Regions from separate parts of the Oryctolagus cuniculus genome. Here regions 2, 3 and 4 are each linked to region 1. The links are chromatin contacts, called in public Micro-C maps. All regions are on one chromosome and are shown on one strand. The core of a region is the stretch at or near the end of the contact, and the rest is flanking DNA. Distances in the headings are between cores, read along the strand shown.

Region 1 (3,270 bases), core at 197-2,696:
ATTGTCTGCTGCCTTCCAGGTTCTATTAGCAGGAAGCCAGATTGGAAGCAGAGTAGCCAAGACTTGAACTTGGACTCTGATATGGATGCAGGAGCCCCAAGTGTTTGTAAATTAACTAGCTGTGCCACGATGTCCACCCTTTATTATTTATTTGAAAGACAGAGAGACAGAGACACACAGAAAGAGAGAGGGAGAGAGAAAGAGCTTTGCTCTGCGGCTTCACTCCTCTAAATGCCTGTAACAGCTTGGCCAGGCCCAAGCTGGGAGCTGGGAATTCAACCTGGGTCTCCCATGCTGGTGGTAGGGACTCAACTATTTGATTCACCACTGATGCCTCCCAGGGTACACATTAAAAGGAAGTTGGAACTGGAGCTTAGAATTGAACCTAGGCACCCCCATATGGGACACTCAAATAGCTTCTTAACTGCTGTGCCAAATGCCTCAGGTGCCTGCCCCTGAAGCCTGTGTAATTTTACTTTTGCAGACAGTATGTACAGGGTGCACCACTGAAAATAACAGTGACTGCAGTATAATACCTTATGCTAATAGTAACGATGATAGCTGCCATGTGGCTTTTCCCAGCTCTTAACAGCATCGCCCGTATTTACACTCTAGTAAAACAGGAGAGGAAGAGAGAAGGACATGTACTTAAGACTTCTACTGGCTTACTTTGTTTTCTGGAAATAATTGAAATACCCAATTAGTTTTGTTTGCCATTTATGAGATTATAATGTTCTAGATGTGGGTGTATGGGTTGGTGTGTGATTGTGTGAAATCAAATCTGATATATTCAGAATTATTGCAGTGGATAAGTATGCCTTTTGGGCTTGATATTCAATTTTGTAATTAGTAATCACTGTTCCCATTTATTGAATGGGAGTTTTAATCTGTACTTTTTCCCTTTTCCTTTTGAAGCTCAATGTCACACCCACCCATGTTTCCTTAGGGGACCTGTGAAAAAAATCTGTTACCCTACATTTAAAAGCAAGTTTGTATTCTGTGGAAAACCAGTAACCACTTATTTTTGCATATAAATACCCCCCCAAATGAATCTATTATGATGAATTTTATATTAGTCTCAAGTTCTAGTTTTAGCATTAGGCTGGAACCTCATATTTGGAAGATGTCCAGTCCTATAGCACTGTGGTATCTATCTAAAAATGCTCACGTATCTCTTGATGGACTAATATCCATTTGCAACGAGTAGTTAGTTCCACGTGAATCTAGGTGAAGAGGGTGTTCCTTTTCTAGAAGTAGATTACCTGTTTACAAACGTCATTCTAATCCGCAACTCCCTAAAACTGTTACTATAAAAACAATAGAACTATTCTGCCGTTCCGCCTAAAAACAAAACCTTTCACCCAAATTACACGCCTTACTAGCCACATTTTTACCTCCATGATGTTACGCTAATTTGAAAGAATGTATTTCTAAAGCTCAGACAAGAGTTGGAACTGGGACAGCAGCTCGAAGAGATCCTTTCAAAGCCCACTCCTGCGCCTTGGAGACACCTCAAGAATTCGCAGGCTGCAAAGGTAGGTGACGGAAGCGACCTCGGGAGCTGCGCACCGCCGCTCTCGGCGAGCGCCCGCGGACACAGGCCGAGCCAGCAGCGGCGAGGGCCGCGAAGAGTTAACCAGGGACCGAGCCCCCCGCGCCGCGGGCTCCCCGCGCTCTCCCCCGCCCGCCCGCCCGTCCCCACCCTCTGCTTTTGGCAAGGGATTAAAGTGCTCCCCCCTGTGGCAGCAGTGACCCAGAAATGAGTTTGATTCACACAGTCCTCCCTCCATAACAAGCCCAACGCCCGTCCGAGAGTGCCTCCGTGCGCGAGTGCCGGCTGTGTGCGCGCCGGCGAGAGCAGGGGCCCGCCCGGCTCCCGCCCGTCCGTGCGCCGCGGCCCGAACTCATGCGGCGCGGAGCCCAGCGCTTCGGCCGAACCCCTCCGCAGCAGGTAGGCGCGCGGGCCGCGGGGGCGGGGGGCGGCGCGCGGGTGTCCGCGCGTGTCCGCGTGGGGGTCCGTGTGCGCGTCCTGGGCCCGCGGCGGCGGCGGCGGCGGCGGCGGCGGCGGCTGCGGCGCGGCGGCGGCTGCAGGACGAGCCCAGAGGCTCAGCCATATTTGATGGTTTTGTTGCTTTGCTCGGGAGTTCTCGGGAGTAATTTAATGCCGAAGGTCGCTGCCTAGTGGAAATAATATAGTACGTCATTAATATGGCGCCAAAAGATTGGGTTGTCGATATGCAGCGAGGAGGGAGGGAGGCAGCCGCCGGTGCCGCGTTACTATCCCACCAGTAACTTGGGCATTGCCGGGGCGGGGGCCGGAGGAGGAGGAGGACAGGATGGTTTTTGGATCCTGAAAATTGATCTGTGTTGGATCCGTAAGTTTTATTGTGATGGTGATTTTTTTTTTTTCCATATCGCGAGGCTGAAGACTTAGCTTTCTCTTCTTTCGAATTTGCGAAGAACATGCCGGTTTCAGGTGAATCGTCAATTAAACGCGTTTAGGAGCAGGAGCCCAGTTTAGTTGGCTTTAGTTGATAGAATTTTCTCAAAAGCCAAAGTGCATTTAGGCTGCATGAAAGTGGAAAGCATAGTAGCAACTTGGTAGACAGATGGCAATGGCAGAACGCAGGTTCGCGTACATATATGAATCCAGAGTACGTGTGACCGTGTATGTATGTGCGTGTTGGTGGTGGGGGGGTGGGAAGGAGGACTGTATTTGTCCAATCATAGGTGTGTGAAGGTACATCCGTGCGGGGTGGCCGCAGTCCTCGCTCTTGTCACCGCGTCACCACATGTCCAAAATATTCATTGCATCAATTCAAGGGCAGTGAGCAAGGGGGTGGAGGGACAGCTTGGCAATGAGATTCTTCCAAAATGAGATTCCAGGGATCAGATCTTTTACTTGCAGCAGGACCATAAAGTGTAAAACCCTTCACTGGTCAAATCGGGCAGGAGTTGCATTGGTAGAGCAAAGTACCGATTAATCATGAACTTAAAACGGATTGCAAATTGTAACCTTTGGCACCATCTGCTGATTGTGGGGGTAGGGTAGGGGGGTCCCTTGGTCTCTTGCTGCTCTCCATGAACGTGCAGTGTGCACCCCGGGACTGCAAGTTGCAAAGCCTTTCAGTGCACGTGTCTTGTGCCTGTGAGTGTGTGTTTGTGAGTTGGGGGCTGCCGTTCGGTAGCCAGCAGGCTTTCCGGGTTGCTCGGCACTGGCTTGCAAATGCGGGAGAGGGATGGAATGTGGAATGTTGACCGGGGAACCGA
Region 2 (3,270 bases), core at 468-2,967, 500 kb before region 1:
TATTCTTATTGTAGTCACTTTTTTCAAAGTATCATTGCACAGCCAGGATGTACAATGTTGCTCAATTCTATGGAATACCAACAGGTTCCTTAAGTCTGAAGTTTATCAGCATGATCTGAAATGCATGCTACAACTACACTGTGAAGAGCTTCGAAATGAACACACTTTTCTGAAAGCAAACTGTAAAAATATTTAATTTTCAACTGGTGCATGCGGGATTTAAAGCTCTTCCAAGTTTTTTCTTAGTTCTGGTAATTGAAAACATCGGTCATTGTTACCTTGTTTGAATCTGAATATTCGCTTTCCTACCAGCAAAAAAGGAAAAAAAAAGTCAAAAAGGTAAAAAGAAATAAGAGGAAAAGAAGAAAAAAAAAAAAAGAGGCGCGCCTGCTGGGTATATGAGCTCCGCCCCCAACACTTAAGGGCGAATATCCTTGCCCATCTTTAATCAGATCTGCCTTTCCGACGGTCCTCATCCCACATACATTGTTAATCTTGGAAAGCATCTCAGAACGCAAACTGGTTTTAAAAGACGTTGCTTATACGTCTGGACTTCACAGCCTGGAAGGGCTGGGACTGGGAATTACGTGTCCCTAAACGTGGCCTTATGAGGAGTGGTAGGCAGAAAGGGAGCCGGATCAGTGGCAGAAAAAAGTGTGAATTACCAAGGCCGGAACTTTAGATCCCTACTTTAGAAATCTTCCCTCCCTCCAGCCCGCACCCATCCCCGGAATTAGAAAGCTCAGGAAAGGTGGAGGGCCAGTTCGGCTGGAGGCAACTATTTAAGGATTTTGCAAAATTCGGCTGAAGAAGACGCTGCGAGGAGAGACGGAATGGGAGACAGACGAACGCTGAGAGCTGGTCCCTGGGGTCCCAGGGGGACCCCGACCTGCTGGAAAGCCGACGGCGTCCGCAGCAGGGGGCGTGTGGGGGGAGGGCCGTCCCAGGTGAGGCAGCCCAGGCGCGAGGGTCCAGGCGACAAGAAGACTGGGCGAACTAACCTGGTGCCCAGGGGCCTCCCCGTCAGAAGGGGGAGTCGTGCTTGCACTACAGGGGGTCCTCCCTCTCCCTTTCCAACTCCTCCTCACCAGGGCCGTAGAACTTGCTGCCTTTGGTCACGTCGAAGACTTTCCCATTGACCGCGAGCAGGATGCGCGGGGTGCGGGACCCGTCGTATTGGCGCAGCTGCTCCAAGCTGAAGTCCCGCTTCTTCATGCGAGGCAGAGAGGCGGCGGGGCTCTCCTCGCCCGCCCCGGCCCCGGATCCCAGACCCCGCCGCCCCCAGCGCACCCACAGCCGGTAGGCCCCCAGCAGCACCAGCGCCACCAGCGCCACGTTCAGCAGCATCTCCCCGCCCCCCGTCAGAAGCGCCAGCACCGCCGCCGCCCAGCCGCCCCCTTCCGCTGCTGCTCCCGCGCCGCCTGGGCTCTCGCTGCTGCCGTCGCTACTGCTCTCGCTGCCACTCCCCAGGGTGCCTAGCTTCACGTCCCCATCACCCGCCGCCATCACTGCCCGCCAGCGCCTTCCTCCTCCTCCCCGCCCCCTGCCCTCCCCAACCCCAGGCCGGCCCCGCCCATGAGGGGGGACTTCCCAGCCAATAACGTGAGGGGAGAGGGCGGGGACAGGCCGCCTCCTGATTGGGTGTTGACGGGGTAACGTTGTCTCGGCTCTCTCCCCTCCTCCCTTCTTTTGCAGGCCGCGCTCGCGTGCGACGCCCCGCCCATCTCGCCCCACACTTCCCCGCTTTCGCTCCTCGCCTCGGATCTGTGAAACAGACGAGGAGGGCGGATCTGAAGAAAAACATGCTGCGCCGACAGCGCGCGTGCGCGCACGCGCGTGTGGGCGGGGCAAGGGCACAGCGCGTGCGCCGATGCCGGAGCGCCACGCGCTCTCCTTTCCAGAGCAGCCTCTCGGAGAGGCCCGCTCCCCCCGCCCCCCGTCTCCCTGCTGTGCGCGTGCGCGCGGGGCTCGCGTCTCTTCCCAGGCCTGGGTTCGCGGCCGTGAACTCCCGCCTCTTTGCTCTCGCCGCGCTCGGGCGCTTCACGTGTGCGGAGGCGGCCCTGGGGGCGGGCCGGCGCAGGTGGTGTGTGGGCGGCCTCGGCGCGATCTTAAATACTGGGAGCAAGTCGATGAGAGATGTCTGTTGCTCCCCCGGGAGCGTGGCCCTGGAGGTGGGACAGCATCCAGAAGTTTAGGCGAGGAGCTGGCCCTGGACTTCCCTGGTATCGGCAGTCTCGGTGGCGATTGCGCGGCGCCAAGCAGCCGCTCCCCTTGGGCTTTGCTCAAGGTTGCTGTTGTAGAACTCTTACTTGAGATTAACCGTTTAGTTTTTCTCTGGATCCTAATCTGTGGCACTTTGGATGTGGATGGGCTGGCGTGGTCCTTGTGTTTGCTTTAATTTTTTTTTCCATTAATTAATTTATTTGAAAGTCAGAGTTACACAGAGAGAGGAGAGGCAGAGAGAGGTCTTCCATCTGCTGGTTCACTCCCCAATTGGCTGCAATGGCCAGAGCTGTGCCAATGCGAAGGCAGGAGCTTCTTCTGGGTCTCCTGTGTGGGTGCAGGGTCCCAAGGACTTGGGCCATCTTCTGCTGCTTTCCCAGGCCACAGCAGAGAGCTGGATCAGAAGTGCAGCAGCTGGGACTGGAACCAGCGCCCGTATGGGATGCTAGCGCTGCAGGCAGTGGCTTTGCCTGCTATGCCACGGGCGCAGACCCCTCGCTTTAGTTTTATGTACAGTTTTGTTCCTGGGGTGTCCTTTGTACTTTCAAATCCTGGAAACCCCACATAGTCACTCCTGAAGCTTCTTTCTTGGTGCTGCTGTCTCATGCACGTGACTTACTTGCCCTCTTTCCTGTTGGGTCTGCTCTTTGTGTTCTCTGAGCCTTCCCAGACTACCTGGTTTGATGAGTGTTGGAACAAGGACGTAAGCCTTAGCCATGTTAGGGTCACATTACTCCTGCCTGCTTTCAAGAGGCCAGTTAAGTCTCACGCCCTATTATTCTCCACCCTACCCTCTGGGTTCTAACGCAAGTTTGGTAGCCAGTGGGCCAAACTTGAACCTGTGTGGGGAAACACACCTCCACCTACTGCCCTCCACCCCAGCTTCTAGCCCACCAAAGATATAAAGAGGCCCAGCCTGCTGGGGTCTGGGCCCTCTGCCATGTGTCCCTTCTGTGTGCCTCTGGCAGTTGATCACCCACCTCTGCGGATTTATTTTATTTGGGTAAATTCAGTCAGGCTATCAGTTCGTATTCTGTTTCCTCTCTC
Region 3 (3,270 bases), core at 198-2,697, 390 kb before region 1:
AGGTGTCAGGGGCCCAAGCACTTGGGCCATCTTCTGCTGCTTTCCTAGGCCATTAGCAGGGATCTGGTTCGGAAGTGGAGCGACTGGGACTTGACCCTGAGCCCATATGGGATGCTGACACTGCAGGCGGAGGCTTGATGCGTTATATTGCAGTGTGGGCACCAAGCAATAGTTCTGTCAGTTACACAGCCTCTTGGTCGCTCAGTTGCCGCATCTGTAAAATGCACACGTTTCCTCATGAGGCTACTGCAAGAACGATATATATATATGAGTTGCTGAAACACATGTTGAGTACTCCAAAAAAAGTTGGAGATGGGAGTGTGCTCAGGGCACCTTGGCATCCAACTGTTTAGGGAGAGGCACTCCTTTCCATCATTTTGAACTCTAACAGTATTGAGGGAAATTGCAAAAACAAGAGGGACAAATGGCAATTTGTTGCTGTCAGTATTGTAAACATAAGTGTGAGGGTGGGGGAATTTGGTTTAGCTGAGTCATTTTGGATCTGTCCAGTCCCATCTAAGAACTCTGCTTGCGTAAGATGGGTGACATCGGTGAGAAACAAGAAGCAGGCCTGGGCACAGTCTTTCTTCTTATTGCTGGGCATGGGGCAGAGCTGGGCTGTCCTGGGCTTTGCTCACTGTTACAAGGCTCTCCAACTCTAGGGGGTGGAAAATTCAAACAGGGAGCTTGATAACAGGCCAGTTACCAAAGCTTCATCCACAGAAATTCCAAGTCAGCAGGTGGGCGGTGTGGCCCAGCGACCAGCTTGTTTGCAGACTTTCTCAGCGCTTCTGATGCGGGAGTCTAGAAGCTGCACTTTGAGAAAGATTGCCCTGGTGAGACTGGAAAGGAAAATCCCATTGCTGGAGGCAGGAGCCCCAGCCTTCCCCCAGTGTGATGGTTGCTCTGACAAGACGGAAACGTAAAAGCCAATTTTGCTTTATTGTGAGCTGAAACACTACCAAATAACTCTTGTTAATTGTTTCTCACAACACTGCCTGGAAGACTTAATAGTCATTCTGGTTGATCCAAGAGGAGTCAGGGACACAAGGAAGATTTCTTTAAAGGTACAGTGTGGTTTGGTGCAAGCATGAATTATGGGCAAACATTACATAGGTCCTTCCATTTGTCCCCGACCATCTGGGTATTGCTAAACACATCTGCTCCTTCTCCTCGAGAGATGCTCCAGTGTTGCCACGTGACTCAAATTATGTCAAGAGAGGGGCCTGCATTTGTCCCCTTCTCTGGTCTGCAGGGATGGCTCCGGGGAGCCTGGGTTTGCTGTGATTGGCATTCATTCAGGGCCCGGGTATTTAACTGTGAATTTTGATTTGGGTGTTTGCCTGGTGTGATATTCTGCCAGGGCCTTCCCAGTCTGTTCTCCGCTGTTTTGCTCCTGAAGATTTACAGCTAATGAAGGGATAAAGAAAGGTCGCAGCGAGAGGCAGCAGCATGTGGTGGTGACTCATGGTCTGGGCCTGGTGTGGAGCCAGTTTGGGTGGAACGCGCGCCTGGCTGCTGTGCCTGTTTGCACGTGGCTCTCAGCCATGGCTCTGCAGGAAGCAGTTTCTTGCCTGTTCCTGGTCACGGGGAGGGTCTGGTCATTCTACTGTCCCCTGCTGTTATGGACTCCGGTCAGGGCCATGAAGTCTGGTGGCTGATTGACAAAGAATCCCATAGTCGGGGAGTGAGGCGCTCAGGAACCAATGAGTAGGCCAGTCCTGGGAGGGCTTAGGGTTGGAGACCAGCCAGATTCACCAGAACTGAGGGGCACATGGACAGCAGGGGCTGAAGGAAGCCAGGTGAGGCTGCTGCTGGCAGGGTGGGCTTCTAAACCTCAGCACCATTGCATTTCAGACTGGATAACTTGTGTCGTGGGGGGGCTGTGTGGTGCACCATAGGGTGGTTGCAGCAGCTCTGGGCCCTGCCCACTAGAGGTTGGAAGCCTGCCTGCCCCTTCAGTTAACAGAACCACCAAAACCACTCCTGGTGGAGAACTGCTGTGGTGTGGCTGGGTAATAAATAAATTTAAAGGTTTATTTATTTATTTGCAAGTTGAAAGACAAAGTTACAGAGAGAGAGAGAGAGAGAGAATCTTCCATCTGCTGTTTCACTACCCAAATGGCTGCAGTGAAGAGGGTTGCGCCAGGAGCCAGGAGCTTCTTCCACAACTCCCATGTGGGTGAAGGAGCCTAAGGACTTGGGCCATATTTTGCTGCTTTCCCGGGTGCATTAGCAGAGAACTGGAACAACCAGGACTTGGATAGGCGCCCATATGGGATGTCAGCACTGCAGGCCATGGTTAACCTGCTACACCACTTCTAAGGATATTTTACCATTAACAGGGCAGGAGAGATTTTCAAATGGATGGTTGTTTTGTAGTGAAGCTGACATCGAGAACCAAATGAACTTCAGTCTGAAAAATGACATTAGCAGATTGCACTAGCTTCAATTACATGGACTTCTCCTCTATTCATGTCCAGCCAATCAGCACTTACTCTTGTGAGCTGTGGAGACTGGGGGTACCTGTTCAGAAAAGGGGAATTTCAACAGAGTTGCAAAGGGCTTTTCTGGGACCTCCAAGAGGTGCGGGCTTCTGCTCAGAAGCCTGATAGTCACTGATGTCCGCTTAGTCTCTCTGTGTGACATTTTGTTCAGCACAGTCACGAGGCAGGTTTTAGCATTTCGGCAAGATTCTAAAAGCATCTCTGGGATTCCCCTGTGTTCTTAATCCCTTTTGCCTTGCTCTGGTGATCTTGTCCTTTCTAGAGGATAATGTGCGTGATACCTGTGGGTTCAATGAGGTGTCTTTGAGGGACCATGATGCAACAGCAAGACCACACACTGGGAATGTTTTGTTATGGGTGGAGTGTGGCACAGAAGTTAGATGCAGCTCGGGATGCCAGCACTCTACACCGGAGTGCCTAGGTTTGTGTCTTGGATCCGCCTCTGATTCGTTTCCTGCTAATTTGCACCCTTGGAGGAAGCAGGTGAAGGCTCAAGTACTTGGGTCCTTGCCACCCATTTGGGAGACCCAGACTGAGTTCTGGTCTCCTGGATTCAGTTTGGCCCAGCCCCAGCTATGTGAGCATTTGGGGAGTGAACCAGCAAATGGAAGGAGATCTTTCTATGTGCCTGTCTCTCTGCTTTTCAGATAAACTAAATTAATAAATAAAAGTTAACAATTTTTGTGTGCTTTTACTAACTCTGCCTTTATTTTCAACTTATATTATTTTAAATATTTGAAAAATAACACGTTAGAAAATACAA
Region 4 (3,270 bases), core at 522-3,021, 350 kb after region 1:
GAGTTCTTGACCACTGATCTGTAATGCTTCCAGAGTGGAACTTACCATCTCTTTTCTACTCTCTTTTTTGCTCAAGCCAAAAATCTGAATTACCTTCTATCTTCATCTCTCAAATTCCTTGATCTCCAAACTCTCTTGTGCTCTCCTTATTTCACTTCTCACTTGGCAATGACAGTGGTCAACTAACTACTCTTCTATAAGGTATACTCTTCTTACAGCCAGACCAAGCCTTTCAAATTTGATCGTGTCACTCTCAACTGAATTTCTTCCAGTGGTTCCTATAATCTGTGCACTGAGCCAAACTTGTTAGCATGCACAACACTAAACCCTTCACCATCTACCACCACTCTACCCCTCTCAGCTCACCTATTTCCCTGTATGAACCTCCATATTCCATTCCAGCCAACCTTGTTCTAAGTCTTTAACAAAGCAGATTCCCAATCCTCTCAATGTTGCAAATACTGTTTTAGTTGGGATGCTCACAGTTTTTTATGGAGGAAATTGATACTGGTAGTTCAAATGTAAGTCCAAAGGGCATTTTCCTTGATCACAGCTTAGCAAAAATCCTATAAATTAATATTTGTTTACTAAAATGCATCAAATACTATTCTAAACCCTTTACATATTTTATTGCTCATTTAATCATTCTGACAACTGAGGAAACTGAGGCAAGAGTTAGCAGTTGCTGCCACTTCATTCCAATTTATTAAATTTACATATTTACCTTCCCAAATCAAATTCTTGGAGGGTGAAAACGTCCTCCTTATCACTGCAGGGTTATGATTGTACGGTGCCTGGCATATACTAGAAATAAGCTCAGTAACATATTTTGAACAAACAGCCCGAGCTGTGCCTTTCGGTTCTGTTCTAACTGCAGACTTGGAAACTCTTCCTGGCCATCAGCCCTGTAATGTCTTCAGAGCACGAGAGGAGCATAACAAACATGTTTAGTGTCTAGAATGTCCTATGTAAGCTTCAGGACCCACAAGGATTTATCAAACGGTTCCGTTTAAGGATACACATATCGGTGTGCATGCACCAAGATTTTTTCCGCAGCTAACTTTAAGCTTTTACAAATTTCCATGAACCCAACAAGGCATTTCAAAAAAACATGCGCTGTCAACAAGAACACTAAACATTGTGCACTACGATTTTTCAAAAAAAAAAAAAATATATATATATATAGGAATATGGAGCTTACTTTGGTCTCTCAGAAAGTCAATTTCCGTGGCCATTTCGACAGTTTTAATTTGGAGCTTTCACTACCTTTAGCTTCTGAAAAACACGGAGCTCGCTATGCGGGAAAACAAAACTAAGCAAGGATCCGGAGGCTGTCAGGCGGTGTAATCAGCATCCCATTCACGCGGCGCCCGCAGCCCTGACGCTCTGCCTTCTCCCGACTCCCAGACCAGTCCCTCTCCCTGGCCAGAGATTTCCGATTCCAGGGTTGATAAGGACGCGCCAAGTGAATTCTGTTCCACGTTCAACCGAATCCCACCGGGTGGGACAGGGACGCGGGGCGACAGGCGTCCCGTAGGTTCCTAGAGGTCTTGTCCTGCAACCTAGGAGTGCACCAAGGGAGCCGGCGGGCAGCCTGGAGGCGGCATCCTTCACGGAGCGAGGGGGCGACGCCAAGATGGTAGGGAAGCCCCGGGCCAGCAGCGGAAGTCCACTCGGCCCGCCCTGCGACTTTGAAACCGGTGCCCCGGACCGCTCCTTGGAGACGGTGACGCCGCCTGCGTCATCACGCGAGCGTCCGCCTTACGTCATCGCGCTCCTGAGAAATCTAGCAGGCTATTGGCTAGCTGTCGAGCGATGGGCGGAACCTTGAGAAATTGGATGACAGCAGGCTGAGCCACCGACTTGGCGCCGCGGGCAGCGGCGGGCAAGTGTCTAACAGGTGGTGGGCCCAGTGTTTGTTTTCTCTTTCTTTTGTAGAAAACTAAAAATTGTAACGTGAGTAGAGCATTAAATGGTTTCAGTATCTTTGGGTTATTAATATGCTGTGCACATTCTTGACAGGGGTCTCTCGGGGTGGAAAAGTCGTAGGTTCCCGCGGCTGGGGGCGGAACCGAGGCTGCGGTCCTCAGAGTCCCTCGCCAAGCGGCGTCTGTGGAGAATTTCTGTATATGGATATGTTTATCTCCAGAAACTAAGTACTGGCTTGGCCCTCGGAGCTCTCTAACGAAAGGAGGAAGCTACTGTTTAAATATTTAGCTGTGTGGTAGGAAGGGATGTGGTTGGAAGTCCTCCAAAGATCTGCCAATTCCGCAGTTTTTTCTTCACATTGGTTCCTCGAATAGAGAAAAATTACACTTTTTGCAGGAGAGAAGTAGGTGAAATTTACATTCCTGAAGAGATTACAATTTCCTTTTTTAAAACATTGGTTTTGTCTGAGTTTAAATCTCACTTTTTTTTTTAAAGAAAAAGATTTATTTATTTAAAAGAGTTTCTGAGAGGGAGAAATGACAGGGGGGAGGAGAGGGAGAGGAAGAGAGAGAGAGAGAATCTTCCATCAGCTGGTTCACTCCCCAGATGGCCACAATAGCTGCAGCTGGGCAAGTCTCCCACTTGGGTGCAGGGGCCCAAGGACTTGGGCCATCTTCTACTGCTTCCCAGGCCATAGCAGAGAGCTGTACCCAAAGCAGAGCAGCAGGGACAGGAACCAGATTCCCTGTGTGATGCCTGTGCCACCAGGTACTACAGTGGGCCCAAAATTTCACTTTTTAAAAGTCAGTTAACATTGGAGGAAATCTCAATACTAGCAATAAAAATGTTAATTTGAAGCAAATCACTAGTTTTCTTGTTTTTAAATAGATTGTATTGTTATGGATTGAAGAAAAGTTTTGCCAAGCAGACTTGTCATAAATACACCTGAATATAGCTTTGGCTTTCTCTTTAACAGTTTAAGAAATTTTATTGTCCTAAACTCATAATGTTCTCTAAGCAGAATAATGACACACATTTAAAAATGTGTCAGTGTTTTCAGCTGGTTATTTGAAGGCCTATTATGGACCTTAGAGCATATTCACTATTAATAGAATGAGATGTTCCCTTCCTTTCAAAACTAGAGGTAAAATACAGATATGTAGTAAGTAAATATAAAGAGATTTGATTTAGTTTTGACTTGCTGGAGATATTGTTCTTGTTTTTAGTGACCATGAAGTTAGCACAAAAATTTGTTGGAAGGAAAATTGTGCAAACGCCAACTTCTTTTTTGAAATTCGGTGTATGACTTTCTTCCAGAACTTATTATGGGCACTCCAAAGA

Evidence for each region. A called contact is a pair of places that touch in the nucleus more often than the background predicts.
Region 2: a Micro-C map of ear pinna shows a contact between it and region 1, with 8 times the contacts expected there. The contact joins the promoter of PGRMC2 here to the promoter of JADE1 in region 1. A contact is called at or near these places in 2 of 6 Hi-C or Micro-C datasets (ear pinna and an unstated tissue).
Region 3: a Micro-C map of ear pinna shows a contact between it and region 1, with 4 times the contacts expected there. The contact joins the enhancer-like site here to the promoter of JADE1 in region 1. A contact is called at or near these places in 2 of 6 Hi-C or Micro-C datasets (ear pinna and psoas muscle).
Region 4: a contact with region 1 is called in a Micro-C map of ear pinna, with 3 times the contacts expected there. The contact joins the promoter of SCLT1 here to the promoter of JADE1 in region 1. A contact is called at or near these places in 2 of 6 Hi-C or Micro-C datasets (ear pinna and an unstated tissue).

What each region holds. Positions count from the first base shown.
Region 1 is chr8:35,951,821-35,955,090 of mOryCun1.1, reverse strand. It overlaps JADE1 (jade family PHD finger 1), which reads left to right and starts at 1,446. Exons shown (of 11, transcript XM_051819883.2): 1 at 1,446-1,535.
Region 2 is chr8:36,456,521-36,459,790 of mOryCun1.1, reverse strand. It overlaps PGRMC2 (progesterone receptor membrane component 2), which reads right to left and starts at 1,717. Exons shown (of 3, transcript XM_002717245.5): 1 at 1,089-1,717. The coding sequence starts at 1,506.
Region 3 is chr8:36,344,413-36,347,682 of mOryCun1.1, reverse strand. No RefSeq gene overlaps it. Among named protein-coding and RNA genes, the nearest start is that of PGRMC2, 110 kb to the left of the region's middle. Within about 2 kb of position 1,447, at least 5 of the 8 cell types and tissues checked have an H3K27ac peak or open chromatin away from gene starts, as enhancers often do. A contact at or near this core is called in ear pinna, where this site is marked.
Region 4 is chr8:35,599,415-35,602,684 of mOryCun1.1, reverse strand. It overlaps SCLT1 (sodium channel and clathrin linker 1), which reads right to left and starts at 1,771. Exons shown (of 21, transcript XM_017347573.3): 1 at 1,202-1,771. The coding sequence starts at 1,235. It overlaps C8H4orf33 (chromosome 8 C4orf33 homolog), which reads left to right and starts at 1,817. Exons shown (of 6, transcript XM_008267961.4): 1 at 1,817-1,900.